2 separate regions of the Mus musculus genome follow, and region 2 is linked to region 1. The links are chromatin contacts, called in public promoter capture Hi-C maps. All regions are on one chromosome and are shown on one strand. The core of a region is the stretch at or near the end of the contact, and the rest is flanking DNA. Distances in the headings are between cores, read along the strand shown.

What was found. Capture Hi-C pulls out chosen DNA fragments and counts their contacts.
Region 2: a contact with region 1 is called in a promoter capture Hi-C map of adipose tissue. The contact joins the promoter of Padi1 here to the promoter of Padi3 in region 1. A contact is called at or near these places in 6 of 39 promoter capture datasets (the 3T3-L1 cell line, 3T3-L1-derived adipocytes, the SN4741 cell line and 3 more), 1 of 15 datasets of contacts at CTCF or cohesin (CD8 T cells), 5 of 484 Hi-C or Micro-C datasets (the G1E-ER4 cell line, the HL-1 cell line, bone marrow-derived macrophages and 1 more), 4 of 115 datasets of contacts at active chromatin or transcription factors (embryonic stem cells, pancreatic cancer cells and vascular smooth muscle cells) and 3 of 9 other capture datasets (adipose tissue, liver and pancreatic islet).

Annotation. Positions count from the first base shown.
Region 1 is chr4:140,806,555-140,812,891 of GRCm38.p6, forward strand. Padi3 (peptidyl arginine deiminase, type III) reads right to left here and starts at 4,094. Exons shown (of 16, transcript NM_011060.4): 1 at 3,962-4,094. The coding sequence starts at 4,053. It overlaps Gm13032 (predicted gene 13032), which reads left to right and starts at 4,439. Exons shown (of 3, transcript NR_045944.1): 1 at 4,439-4,549.
Region 2 is chr4:140,843,230-140,849,852 of GRCm38.p6, forward strand. It overlaps Padi1 (peptidyl arginine deiminase, type I), which reads right to left and starts at 2,549. Exons shown (of 16, transcript NM_011059.2): 1 at 2,331-2,549. The coding sequence starts at 2,422.

The DNA of each region.
Region 1 (6,337 bases), core at 2,844-5,343:
TTGACATCCCTCCCTGATAGCTTGAGTGTACAGTTGTCCGGGCTGCTCTGAAGCCTCAAAACAGGTGCTTTCTATGCCAGCGTCTTCTAGGAAACTGAGGCCCAGGGAGGAGGAGCCAGTGGCTCAGGATGATAGTACAGCCTTGGAGACACCGAAGACCCAAACTCAAGGCTTTACCTGGCTGTATAGGGCATCTCATGGGTGCCGTGAGCTATCTGCCCTCTCAACTAACAATGTTCAAGCCCCTCAACTAATGAGCTGGGGTAGCTTTTTAGTTTGTTTGTTTTTGAGGAGACCCAAGCACAACGGATGGCAGGGTGTGTGTGAGTGTGTGTGTGGTTATGACACACAGAATTTCAAATGTACTAATCAAGTGCTTTATCACTGCAAGAAACCCCCAGCCATGCCCCACCTGAGATTTGGAGGTGAGATAGCTTGATCCACACTTTATTCTGACAGGGTCTTATGTAGCCCAGGCTAGCCTTGAATTTTTTTATGTAGCCAAGGATGACCTTGAACTTCTAATTCTCTTGCTTCTATCTCTTACATTCTGGAATACAGCCTTAAGTCAGCATATGTGGTCTTTACAGTACAGGAATCAGAACACCCACCCGCAGCCTTGTACATGCTAAGGGAGGGAGTCTTCTAGCAATGGAGTCCCAGACCCAGAGATCCTTCTACATGACACAAGGTGCAGCTGGGGTGGAGACACTGCAGAAAGGAGGGTGCCACCTCATGGCTAGGTGTGGTTGTAAGAGACACCTGCCCAGAGAAAAGCTTCCCTGGGGAAGTCTACACAACTTCCTGTTGGTGAAGACCTCCCTGGTGGGACAGGGGTCTCCGTCATGGCCGCCCACCTTCTGGATTTTCCGCAGCTTCTGGGGCTCGCTCCAAGGGGACTGGGCTGGTTTAAGAGAGCTAAGAAGCACGTGGCCACTCTGAGACTACTGCAGCCATGCAGACAGACCACACCTGACTCTTCCCAGGTCTCCCAGATGTCGACCTGAACACGCAAGGGGCCCTGAGCTTCCCCCAGCCTCACGGGACCTTGGGAACTGGGTTCCCACTACAATATGTCATGGGCTTTTTGGGTCTCAAGGCCTGGTTTCTATCTTAACTTGCTTCCTTAAGCTGGTTAGATCCTTTCACCCACCGGACCTCAGTTTCCCTATTCAGAAGAAGGGATGGGTGAGCTCCAGCAGCCACCACCGGGCCAGCCTGGGGACTGCTTTCCACTCTCATATATGACACATTATAAAGATGACAGCTGGGCCAAGCAGCCCTAGGGAACAGACACCTAGATGTGAGTCACATGTTAGGAGAATGTCTGAAGGTTGCTTTCAGCCAGCCTTCTTGTCTCATTTCAGCCTGCAACTGTGGCTCTTCCAGAACTTTCCTTCTTCCCAGTATGAACCAAACTTTCTTTCTCTGCCCCCAGGGCTGAATTCTCAGCCCTGAGAATGGTCCTGGGGTGGATCTTTGGATCTTTCTTTCTTTCTTTCTTTCTTTCTTTCTTTCTTTCTTTCTTTCTTTCTTTCTTTCTTTCTTTCTTTCTTTCTTTCTTTCTTTCTCTCTCTCTCTCTCTCTCTCTCTCTCTCTCTCTCTCTCTCTCTCTCTCTCTCCTCTCTCTCTCTTTCTTTCTTTTTCCCCATTTCTCCATCTCCTGGTCCTACCCAGCTGATAAACGGCAGGTTTGGGAACACTTGAGACTTTCCCCAGACTCAGGGCAGAGCCATAAAATAATGGAAATGATTTCTGTGCATGTTAGCATTGGCTCTGCGCTCTGTAGTCTACATGCCATCTCTGCCCTCCTCCCAGGTCTCTCTGAAGAAAGAACCAAACAGTTCAGACGGCCTCATGCCTCTCTACCAACTGGCTACGCCACCTCTGACAGGTTAGTTAACCTCTCTGGGTTAACCTCTGAGATGGCGAGGCCGCTGTGGTAAGCTGGGGCATCTGGGTAAAATACTCAAGACGACGCAAGCCACCAAGAGCCCACTGCCCAGTCACATCACTGGTTCATCACATTACAGAGCCAGAGGCAGAGTCCCCGGGGAAAGAGCGTCCCAAGATGAGGCAGCTGGGAAGTACCAGAGCCAGCGCTGAGCCACCATCCTGCTGCTCCTGGTTTGTAGGCTAGGGCTAGGATCCGGGAAGAATACCCTAAGATGTCCAGTCTTGCTATCCCCTTCCAAGACACAAGTCGCGGGCTGTAGAGATGGCTCAGCCATTCGAGGCAAGGCTCACAACCAAGACACAGGTCATCTCTGCAACCCTCACTGGACAGCGCCTGGCCGACACTAGAACAACCCTTCACTTCTGAGCATCCCCAGGACGGCTGTACACCAACGCTCAAAGAAGCCCATGCCCCGTGAGTGTGATACTCTATTTCCCAGGGGGATTGGCCATCACTATGTGCAGAAATCCTAGAAAACACCAAAGCCCTGCCACCACCCATGACTGCCCCATCCCCAGTCTTCTTGGTGAATCCCCATCATGGCCCTAGTCACTCAAGTTACCCCCAGCCCAGCGGCTTGCCTCCCACCCAGCCCATCCTCCACCCTCGAAGGCACCTCTGAGAGGAGCAGGAGAGGGAGGGGGAGGAGAAGCTATCCCCAGCTCCCTGGACAAGTCAAACCGGAGATATATCTACCCAATGGGCACAAGGCAGCTGGGCAGTGAGTCACCCCTATGGGCACGCAGCCCTGGAGCAGGCTGTGGCGCCAGGCAGCATCCATCCCACTTCCTGTCCTGCCCGAATCTTTGGAAGCTAAAGCTACAGAGACTCCCCTCTGCATATCTCACAGTCCACCTACCCGCAGCCAGGAGCTAGCTCCTGGCATGCAGCTTATCTCGGACTTGGTTATCTCCTGTGACTGGCAGCTCACTCCTTCCCTCCCTACCTCAGACCCCAACCGATTTCACTCCACACTTGAAACTCTTACTTCTGGATGTTTGTTCTCAAAGGGTGTGAAACTTTGGCCCCTGGGGCATACCTGACAACGTCTGAGTTTTGGCTGGCCCAGCAGGGTTGGGAGCACTGTCGGCCCCTGGCAAATGAAGACCAAAGATGATTCTCACAGTGTTACAGTGAGTGGCACAGTCCCGCAGGGACTTCTGGTGGCCCAGTGCTGAAGCCACATCCAAGATGGGGGCAGGAAGGTCTGAGAGGTGACACCCTGATCCCTGCATCCTTGGAATCTCCTCAGCTCAGTCTCAGAGCTGGGACTCAAAAGCCTAAGAAACCAGCCCCGGTCCTACAAAACCCCTAGCCAAGCCACCCTGGCCCACAGCAGCCACAGCGCATAGGTGATGAGTGACCGTGGATCTGAAGCCCTGGGGCTCCAGGGGCTGGGCAGCTAGACACGAAGTCCTTAGTAAGTCTACAGTGGGCTCAAAGCTCAGCTTTGCCTCCAGGTGACATGGGCTAATGGCTCAACCTCTCTGTGCCACCACTGGTACTTTGTGAACATCACCTGAGATAGTGTTAACGTCAGGGCTCTTGTCAGGGTGGAGTCTGAGAAACTGTGACCAGCTCTGGGGACAGAGCTTGGCACCTTAAGTGCTAGGTCCGTGAGTAGATGTGGCCTTTTAAGAAATGACTTGATTCTCCCTGTGCTCATAAGGGGTTGGAGGATGAGAGTTCAGGTCCCTTCCCTTTCTTGTGACCAGTCTCTTCTAAGGACCCTTAAACCGAGAAATGAGCCCATGGCCCCAGAACTGTCTAAGTCCAATGTACGGAGCTCAGCTCTGCCTGGATCCTCAGGTTCAAAAACCCTGCTGGGAACGGGGCTGACTGCAGGAAGGACCCACGCTTCCCACAGTGGGCAGAGGTTCCCAGGTTAAGACTACAGATGAGGCACCGTAGGCCCAGCCTGTGCCCTGAGGAACACAGCTCCTAGCCGTGAAGGCCCACGGACTCCACACGACGAACCCCAGACCCTCCAGAACCAACTCTTACCCATAAATGTCCACGATGGTCTCAACCCCTGCCACACACACAGCGCTGGTGGGGTGCTCCAGAGACACACGCACAATCCTCTGTAGAGACATGCCGGCCTAGGATGGGGGCTTTGGCCACCAAACCCAGCACTAGCCAGAGGTCCCCCAGGATGTGCCTTTAAAGTACCCAGCTCCGCCCCTCCAGCTCAGGGCGCAAGCTTATTGGCTCTAGCTCTAGAAGCCCAGCCTCTTCTCAGAGGCCAAAGAGCCAATCCTCTCTTCAGGACTGGCCGGAAGGGTTCTGATATTTGCATATGAACCTGGGGCTCCCACCCCAGGGCACCCAAGGAGTTAATTTCTACCTAGAGAGAAAACAAGTCCCCACAGGTGCTTGGCCAGCACATCTGGGGTGGTTAGGGGGAGGGGGAGGGGGAGGACACGCAGGGGAACCCAGGGCTTTGTCCTGGCCTGTCTCTGTCCTCTTGCCTCTGTTTACACTGCTGGAAGGGCCGCTGAGGATGCAGGATGCAAGGCCCCACTTCACCCTGGTGCAGGCAACCGGAAGTGCAGGTGGCCCCTGGATGCTTCATGCAAACCTATGAGAAATGTTGGTCTTGCCTCGCTCCTCCCCCTCTCCCTCCCCCTTTCCCTCTTCCTCCCCTCCCCCCTCCCCCCCGTTCTTCCCCTTCCCCCTGCCTCTTCCCCTCCCCCTTCTCTCCACCCATCTTCCTCTCTTTTTATTCTCTCTCTCTCTCTCTCTCTCTCTCTCTCTGAGTCTCAAATACTCCAAACTCACTATGAGGTTAACAACAGTCTTAAACCTCAGATCCTTCTGCCTCCCAAGCGCTGGGATTACAGATCTGCACCACTCTACTCCATTTTATCTGGTGTTGGAAATCACACCTAGAGCATTGTGTGTGCTAGGCTCTACCAACCGAGCCACATCCCCAGCTTCGCCCCCCTCCCCATCTATATGTATTTCTAGATCGGTCTGATTTTTACATTTCTGGGAGAGGTGGTGCCCACCTGTGCCGTGGCACCTGTGCAGAGGCTGGAGGACTTGTTTCCTCCTACCAGGTCCATTCCAAGTCGTCAGGCTTGGTGGCTAGCACCTTTACCCACTGGGCCACCTTCTTGGACCTCTGCCCGCCTTTCTTAATTAAAAGCTTGGGTTGTAAGACTAGAGAGAGAGTGAGCTTCCTCCTACCTCAGGGTCTTCCTGGTGGCACTTCACACACACACACACACACACACACACACCTTACTTCAGCCCACCACCACCACCAATTGAGCCCTGGCTGAGGGGATCACAGCTGGGCAGTTGTAACGTGGATATGGGCTCACTTTCCTAAGGCTGATGTTGGAGGTCAAACCCTCCCAAGGGGGTAAATGATACAACAGTGACCAATGTCATCAGGACCAAGAATATCAGCGTAGGTTGCCCTCTTGTAGATGGGGAAACTGAGGCAAGAGGTATCTGCAAGAACAAGGACTCTGGGCAGGGGAGTCGGGTTTGATCGGCTGCACCACGTACTGACGGGATTCCATCTCTTCTCCTGGGGCTTGTTTCCTCAGGTCTAGAAAATGTGGCCAGTCACCCGCTCGGGCAGAGATAATGGCTGTGGAGGCTCAGAAGTGCTGAGTAGAGTCCCTCCTCCCAGCTGCTGCCCCCCCAGGGCAGGGCAGGGACCAGAACCCACTCACTTCCTAGGGTCCTCCATTTGCACCAGTCGGAGGCTGACATTTGGAGCCTATGACTGTCCCCTCTGCGGTGGCCCAGGGTATGGAAAGGGCATTCTCCAAAGCAACCCGAACCCAGGGCATCTGGTTTCCAGCAAATGGCGTCAGTGTTAGATAAGAACCAGCACGCTTGATAAAGTTCCAGACATCCTCCCTGACTGTGGGGGATGGGTGGAAAGAGTGGGTAAGCATCCTCCAAGGGTGCTGGCACATTGTGCTGGGGACCTGATGAGCCTTGTGCTAAAATGTCTGTCAAAGGGAATAGTCTGAGATCACAGCAAGTGTGTAAGATGAAAAGAAGCGATGTTTCCGAAGATCAGACCACCAGGCCTAGGGAACTCAGCACCGGAGTCAGGGCTACGGAATTGCGTTGACCTGTCCTGGATCCCGGTGCCTTGGAGCATCGCCCCCTTCTGCCAGCCTCCCCACCTCTTTCCATAAAACCAAGGGAAGAGGAGAGGAAGAGGAAGAGGAAGAGGCAGGTCCCTCCTCGATAGTATCTCAGGCAGGCGGGGGGGGGGGGGGCGGCGCGGGGGAGTGGCCATGGATCAAGGATTCTGTCGAATCAGCGGCTGTCTGGCATTCACCTGCCTCAGCCCAGGAAGCTGCTCAGCTGACAAGGGCCGCCTGAGGCCCTGCTGGCACCGAGCCTAGG
Region 2 (6,623 bases), core at 1,299-3,798, 35 kb after region 1:
CTCCACTGGAGCCAGTCACCAAGCAAAGGGGTGGAGGAGCCCCAAGTTCATCACACCATCATGTGTGGCCTGGCTCTAACCCAGCCCCTGGGGGAGCCTCAGGCTCCTGGAAGTCCCACTGGCTTGTCCATTCAAGGTACCTTTCCCACTGCCACTGCCTCTGGGCAGGAGAATTCCTCCTCGGTGTCACAAAGTGAATTCCTGTGTCCCTTGTAAACTCTGGATAGCTGTAATGTTAGTCAGCGCTCAGGTACAGAGCTGACACTGTAGTCCCTCCCAGAGTCAGTCAAGGGACACCACAGCCAAGGCAGGGCCAGTCACACTGAAGGACAATGCTAAGGGCTTGGTGTCCCTCCATATACCCTGTGCTGACCTTGTCCTTTCCCTCCTCCAAGGAGTAATGGAAAGAACAGATGTGGGAGTGGCCACAGCTGGCACAACCTACCACAGACAAGCACAGGCAGGTCTCATTCGTCCCCCCCAACCCATGATGGTGGCACTGTTGAGTTCACTCGGAGAAGCAGAAGCAGGCTCCCAGAAGGGCAGTGTCTCGCCGGGGTGAGACCACACAGCCAGGGACCAACAGAGCCAGGATGCGCACCGCACCGGGCTGCATATGTAACCGCCACACTGAACTTCAGAGGGGCCCAGATCATCCAATCAGGACTCAGAGCCCTGGGCAATGAAAAGCCAGGGACTCTAGAAGTTAGCTGTGGTGGGGGTGGGATGGGGTGGGGTGGGATGGGGGTCAGGGGAGGGATGGGGGTGGGAGGGATGGGACCAGATGGGGATGGGGACCGGATGACAGAAGGTAGACCTGGCACTCTGCCAAGTGCCGTAGTAGAGTAACCCAGGGCTGAGGTTTGGAAGAACCTTTCTAGAAACAGCCTTATCCCTAGGCGAGAGCAGGGCCCTGGATTCAGGCAGGCGGGACCCACGCATGGGCTCTCCTCCCCTGACATCAGTGTCAAAGCAGACTGCCAGATGCAGCACAGGGGGGGGGGGTCTCAGCCGAGCTTCAGCTCAGCTGCAGGATGCAGGGTACGGATGCTCCACGCCATAGCCAAAAAAAAATTCTGGGGGCTGGTCCCGAGGTAGAACATTTGTCTAGCATGTGTGAAGGCCCAGGGAGCACCAAAAATTCTCTCTCTGTCTGTCTCTCTCTGTCTGTCTGTCTCTCTCTGTTTCTGTCTGTCTCTATCTCTTTCCTTTCCCTCTTCTTCCTCCTCCTCTTCCTCCTTCTTCCCCCACCTCTCTTCACTCAATGTACCCTATTCATTAAATCTAGATTCGTATGCTAAACGGGCAAGAGTGGATATAATTCCATTAGCCACTCTGGTTCCCAGTGGAGGGTAGTCAAAGTCTGGCCTCCAGAGTGTCTGTCTGTCCCTTCCCATCCCTGTCCCCGGGACCCTACAGCATTACAGTTAAGACAAAAAGCATCAGTGAAGTTCAGACAGGCAATGGGTACAGCGCTCCCCCATTTGCCTGGGCTAATGTAGGACTGAGCCCCAAGGGTGAGCTGAGTTCAGATGGTGCCTGGCAACTCCCGGCCCTCAGCTTCCTGTGGAAGGCACCTCACCTAGAGCTCCACAGGCCTCAGAGATCACCAACTTCCATAGTGATCAGGTAAAGAGCTGAGGCTGCCGACCAGGTCCCTGCATCCCTATCTAAGCAGAGCCAGGACAGGGAAGATTTGGGTCGATGGGGAAAACTGAAGTCATGGCTATCTTATTCAGATGTCGCTATTGCCGCCATCACAACCACCATCATCACCACCACCACACCACCATCATCACCATCATCATCACCATCATCGTCTCTTGCCAGCCCAAGTCCCAGGCTTTGCTCCAGGATCGCTTCTTAAATTAAGTCATTGAGTTATGCCTTGACCACTCCCTCTTAATCCCAGTCACTCTGGTTGTCCCTGGCTGGCCTCCAAGGGTCAAGATGTCACATGCACACCCCTAACCGCAGAGAGGTGGAAAACTGGCAAGACGTGGAGGGAGGAAGGGGGGCCCAACCCTCTTCCCTGGCTCCAGCCCCACTTCCTTCTGCTGCTCCATTTGAAGACTGTCATGTAGAACCCAGACAGAGCTTGGTCCCAGGACTCAGGGTCATCTCCTGAGCCCACCTTCATTCATCCAGGGACTGGACCCAATGTCCTGACCCCAGTGCACTGGGCAGACCCAATTTCCTTCCCCCATAAGCTCTGAAGGCAGCTCCACCATCTCTGGTGTCTGACATCACCCTGCCAGCTCCCCTCCCCTGCACCCTCTTTTGCCTGCGGATCCCCTGCCCTGAGAACAGGAAAGCATCCCGGGTCTTACCTATAGACGTTCACCAGTGTCTCCACACCTACCACGCACACAGCGTGAGTCGGCTTTCTCAGAGACAGCTGCACAGCTCTCGGGGAGGCCATCCTGTGTCGAGCTTCCAGTCTCCTGGTCGGGTCAGCTTGGGTGCCCAGCAGCCACAAGCCCCAGATGCTCCCCGGCTCCCCAGATCTCCTTGGGGACACCCGGCTGCCGGGTAGGAGCGTGCCTTCTGATGGGCTGGAGCTCTCTCCTCCCTTTTAATTTCACCCTGCAACCTGGGGAGCCTGCCTGAGCCTGGTCCCCACCTCCTGGCTCCATGCCCAGTCACCTAAGTCATGGGCTGTCAATCTAGGAGGCTGGGAGGGAGGTGTTTGAAACTCTCTGTGGGGTGGGAAGGGGACCTGAAATCAGCCAGGTTTGGCTGCCAACAAGGAGGCTCAGAGGGTCCCAGCCTTGCCACCCAGCCTCTTGGTGCCTGAGCCCACCCTGCGACTGCCTCTCTGAGGGCTCACACTAAGAAATGTGTAGATCCTATCTCCCGACTGAGGCAGTCCAGTCCTCAGGGCATTGTGTGAGGTTCGAATCCAAGGCCTGACACTCAGAGGCTCGAGAGCTCCCCTGGACTCAGTGACCCCGTGTGTGTGACAGCTACTGAGACAGGAGGACCTCACGGGGTGAAAGTTCAGGGTAGTGGGAGAGTTAGCCTTGTCTAAAAGAGGTGCTGGCAGCTAGTCAGGCCTCTAGTTACATTGCTAGAGAGTGGTAGAGCTGCCTGCGCACAAATCCACCAGGAGGTGATATGCTGGTACCCAGAACTCAGAGGTTCCCAGAAATCAGAGGGCACAAAGTCAATGAGCGATCACCTTGACCATGGGCTCGAAGTGTTAGGTCGAGATGCCCCACTCTACCTCCTTCCTTCACTTACATGTCTTTCTTCTTTCTTTCTTTCTTTTTATTTTATTTTTTATTTTTATTTATTTATTTAGTTGTTGTTGTTGTTCCTGGAACTCACTCTGTAGACCTAGCTGGCCTCGAACTCACAGAGATCCACTTCCTCTTCCTCTTTCTGCCTCTGCCTCCCAAGTGCTGGGACTAAGCCTGCGCCAGCTTACCCAGATCACTTACCCGTCTTTCACTCCCACAGTGGCCCTGTGAGGAGGGACGGAATCGTCCTTATGTGATCCTGGAGAATGGGGGCGTCTCGGGTGTCTTACCCAGCCTTCCCACAGGCAAACAGCAAAGCGAGTTCCACGCGTGGCTGACGTCACGTGACTACGGTCTACACAAACCTGTTGGTGCGCTGCCCCTAATATCATCTTCCTGTGCTAGGAAACTTATTTCTTTAAAGTTGAAAATGACCCAAGGGGAAACATGAGGAGGGTAAAAGTTACATAGAGCATGTGCCTACTAATTTTGATGTAGATCATGTTTGGGTATCTGTGTGTATGAGAGAGACAGACAGACACAAGCACGGGTATGGACACTTTTGAAATGGTATAATAAATGTCCTTCCTTCTTTCCTTCCTTCCTTCCTTCCTTCCTTCCTTCCTTCCTTCCTTCCTTCCTATCTTCTTTCCATCTTTCCTATCGCATAAAACTGAGTGTCACGGCAGTGAATGCCTGCATCTTCGACAGGAGAGGTCAGGAGTTCAAGGTCATCCTGAGCCGTGTAATGAGTTTAAGTCTGGTCTTTCAACAAGGAAGGAAGGAAAGAAGGAAAGAAAGAAAGGGAGAAGAGTATATAGGGAAACTCTTATCTGAGCTCAGGAGGCAAGTTCTGAGACGTGGAGTGACAAGGTCCCAGATGCCCTGTGCTCACACAGGTGTTGCTGGGCTCCTGGGCACTCTTCCCTAGCAGAAGCAGAGAAGTCCAGGTCCCTTGCTCTGAGGACTTGATGGGCTAGGAATAGACACCACCCAGAGGCAAGAGAGATGATGTTAGAGGCTGCAGGCTCTCCACCCTCTGGGCAGAGGTGATGGTGCCCTGATCCTGGGGTGTCATTGGAGTGAGGAATGGGATGGAGAGCAGGTCTTGAAGACAGTGCAGCTGATGGTGTCAGCTGGTGAATTGGAAGTTTAATAGGAAGAAGATTGCAAGGATGGCCACAGTGTTCAGGGCCCGAGTGATCAAAGGGATGGTGTCTTGGTTGGATGGACAAGAGACTCAGTGTGGGTCTCGGCTGGACCATTCTGTTGTAAACAGGAAGATACCACAGGACTGCTGATAGGAGAGGGTGAATAGCATGTCTTCTTTGTGATGAGGGCCAGGGTCCAGAGAAACACATCTCTGGAGCCACAGGACACACCTCCCAAGCAGGAGACACACAACCAAGAATCTCCTGTCCACAGGCAGGGGACGTCAGAGATGCACTCCCAGCAGGAAGCCTACCCAGCAGCCCGATGGAGGTTCCTACCTCAGGAACCAAGGGAACCAGGAAACAAGCAAAGAAAAATGCCATCTACTTTTATTTGGTTCCCTTTTCCAGAATGATCTTCTTTGCTGCCAGCACATCTGAGTGTAATATTGTGGCCTTAAAAGCTCATGATACTGTAGGCATCAAGACTAAGCCTCAGTTTGCCCTCCAGGTACAGAAGCCAGCAAAACTTCAGGAGTGGCCTTTCCACATCCCTTCTTCAAGCCAAAAGAACCAGGACCCCGTCATTTTGTCTAAGCTATCCTAGGGATAGAAAAAACGTCCACTGTCTATAAATAGTGTAAAGACTATAAAGGAAGTTCATCTGAAGACCAGAGGCTTCCACTGAGGAAGATTGGATGGATGGATGGATGGATGGATGGATGGATGGATGGATGGATGGATGGACAGACAAGTAGATCGATGAACTTATGGATGAGTGGACAAATGGATGGAGGAATGAGTGAATGATCAAATGGGTGAATGGATGAATGGATAAATGAATAGATGGAAGAGAAAGAAAGGAGAAGAGGAGAAAGGTGATTGGTGTCTAAGAAGACAGTGGCAATGCTGGATGAAGACAGTGGCGGTGCTCATGACAACGAGGTACGTCAAACTTGTAAGCACCGATCAGCCTCCCCTGTGCTGGACAGATTGTAAGACTCTTCCACACATTTACCCATCTGACCTTCCCAACAATTCCAGGTGACGACTTCCAACCAATCCTGGAAACCCAAGTTCAGACAGCTCAAGGCTTGGCTGGGCTCTCGGACATTGTAGGCAGGGCAGGGGGCCATCAGGACCTGCTTTCTCCAAGGGCTCACTCTCGGGCTTGAGGAAAATGAAGAAGAGAAAGAAAGGCTGTAGAGGGATGGGCGGGGACGCCATAGGACGCACTTCTATTTTACAGAGCCTCAAAAGGGAACTGAGGCCAGAGCTTCTGGGCTCTTGGTCACCCACAGTCCCCTGCCAGGGATGCATTAGGCCCTCGTCCATCTTCTGTGCACTTCCTCGTGTTGTTCAAATAAAGTCATGGGCAATCTGAACAGTCATCTGCTCTGTTTTAGAAAGCAGCTCCCACTGTCATTATTCTCTCATTGAAGGAAACCCCCGCGTCTCTTCTCCCGTCCTCTCTAGGACCCTCCTCACCCCTCTTCCTTTCCTTCTACCTGAGAACATTTCCCGGGAGACACCATGACCTGTCCAGGCCCCCACCCTACCCACAACCCACAAAGTCACATCCTGCACACCCAAGCTGTATTCTCTTTGAACTTGAGACTCCAGGTAGGCTAGTTCAGGTCTGGGAGGAGCCGGGGTGGGAGCTGGGAGACGTTACTACCCCCTCCACCGATGAAATACTCAGCTCAGTGTTCCTGTCTTGGCTGGAGATGCTGCCCAGGAACCGTGGGACTGAGAGATTCTTCCAGGATGCTCTGCGAATGAGCCGGGGATAGGGCAGCTGGGCGGCAGCTGGTGCTGGGTTCCAACATCCGTGTCCCATTTCCCCATCCCGCTTCACTGGTTTTGTGGAACGCAGACCATTGTTCTTGGTGCTGGGAATACAAGACGGAGTCAGAGCAACGTGACCCGGGGCACAGACACAGGCTGCACTCACAGTGGCAGGCAGCAAGTTTATTCAGAGGGAGGTGGTGAGCAGAGGGGGTTTGGCTAGAAATGACTGGAGATAAGTCAGAAACACACACACACACACACCCCTCTTAGCAAGTTCCAGGGTGCTGCTAAATTATTACAATCCCTAAAGGCCCCCAGCTCCCTGTATGTGGAACTAGATCAGAGTTCTCACCCAAGACACCTTTCAGGGGTCAGGCAGGCTGTCTAAATGAGAGGACTTGCCAGAAATGATATAATAGGGCCAGGTGGCAACTGTGGT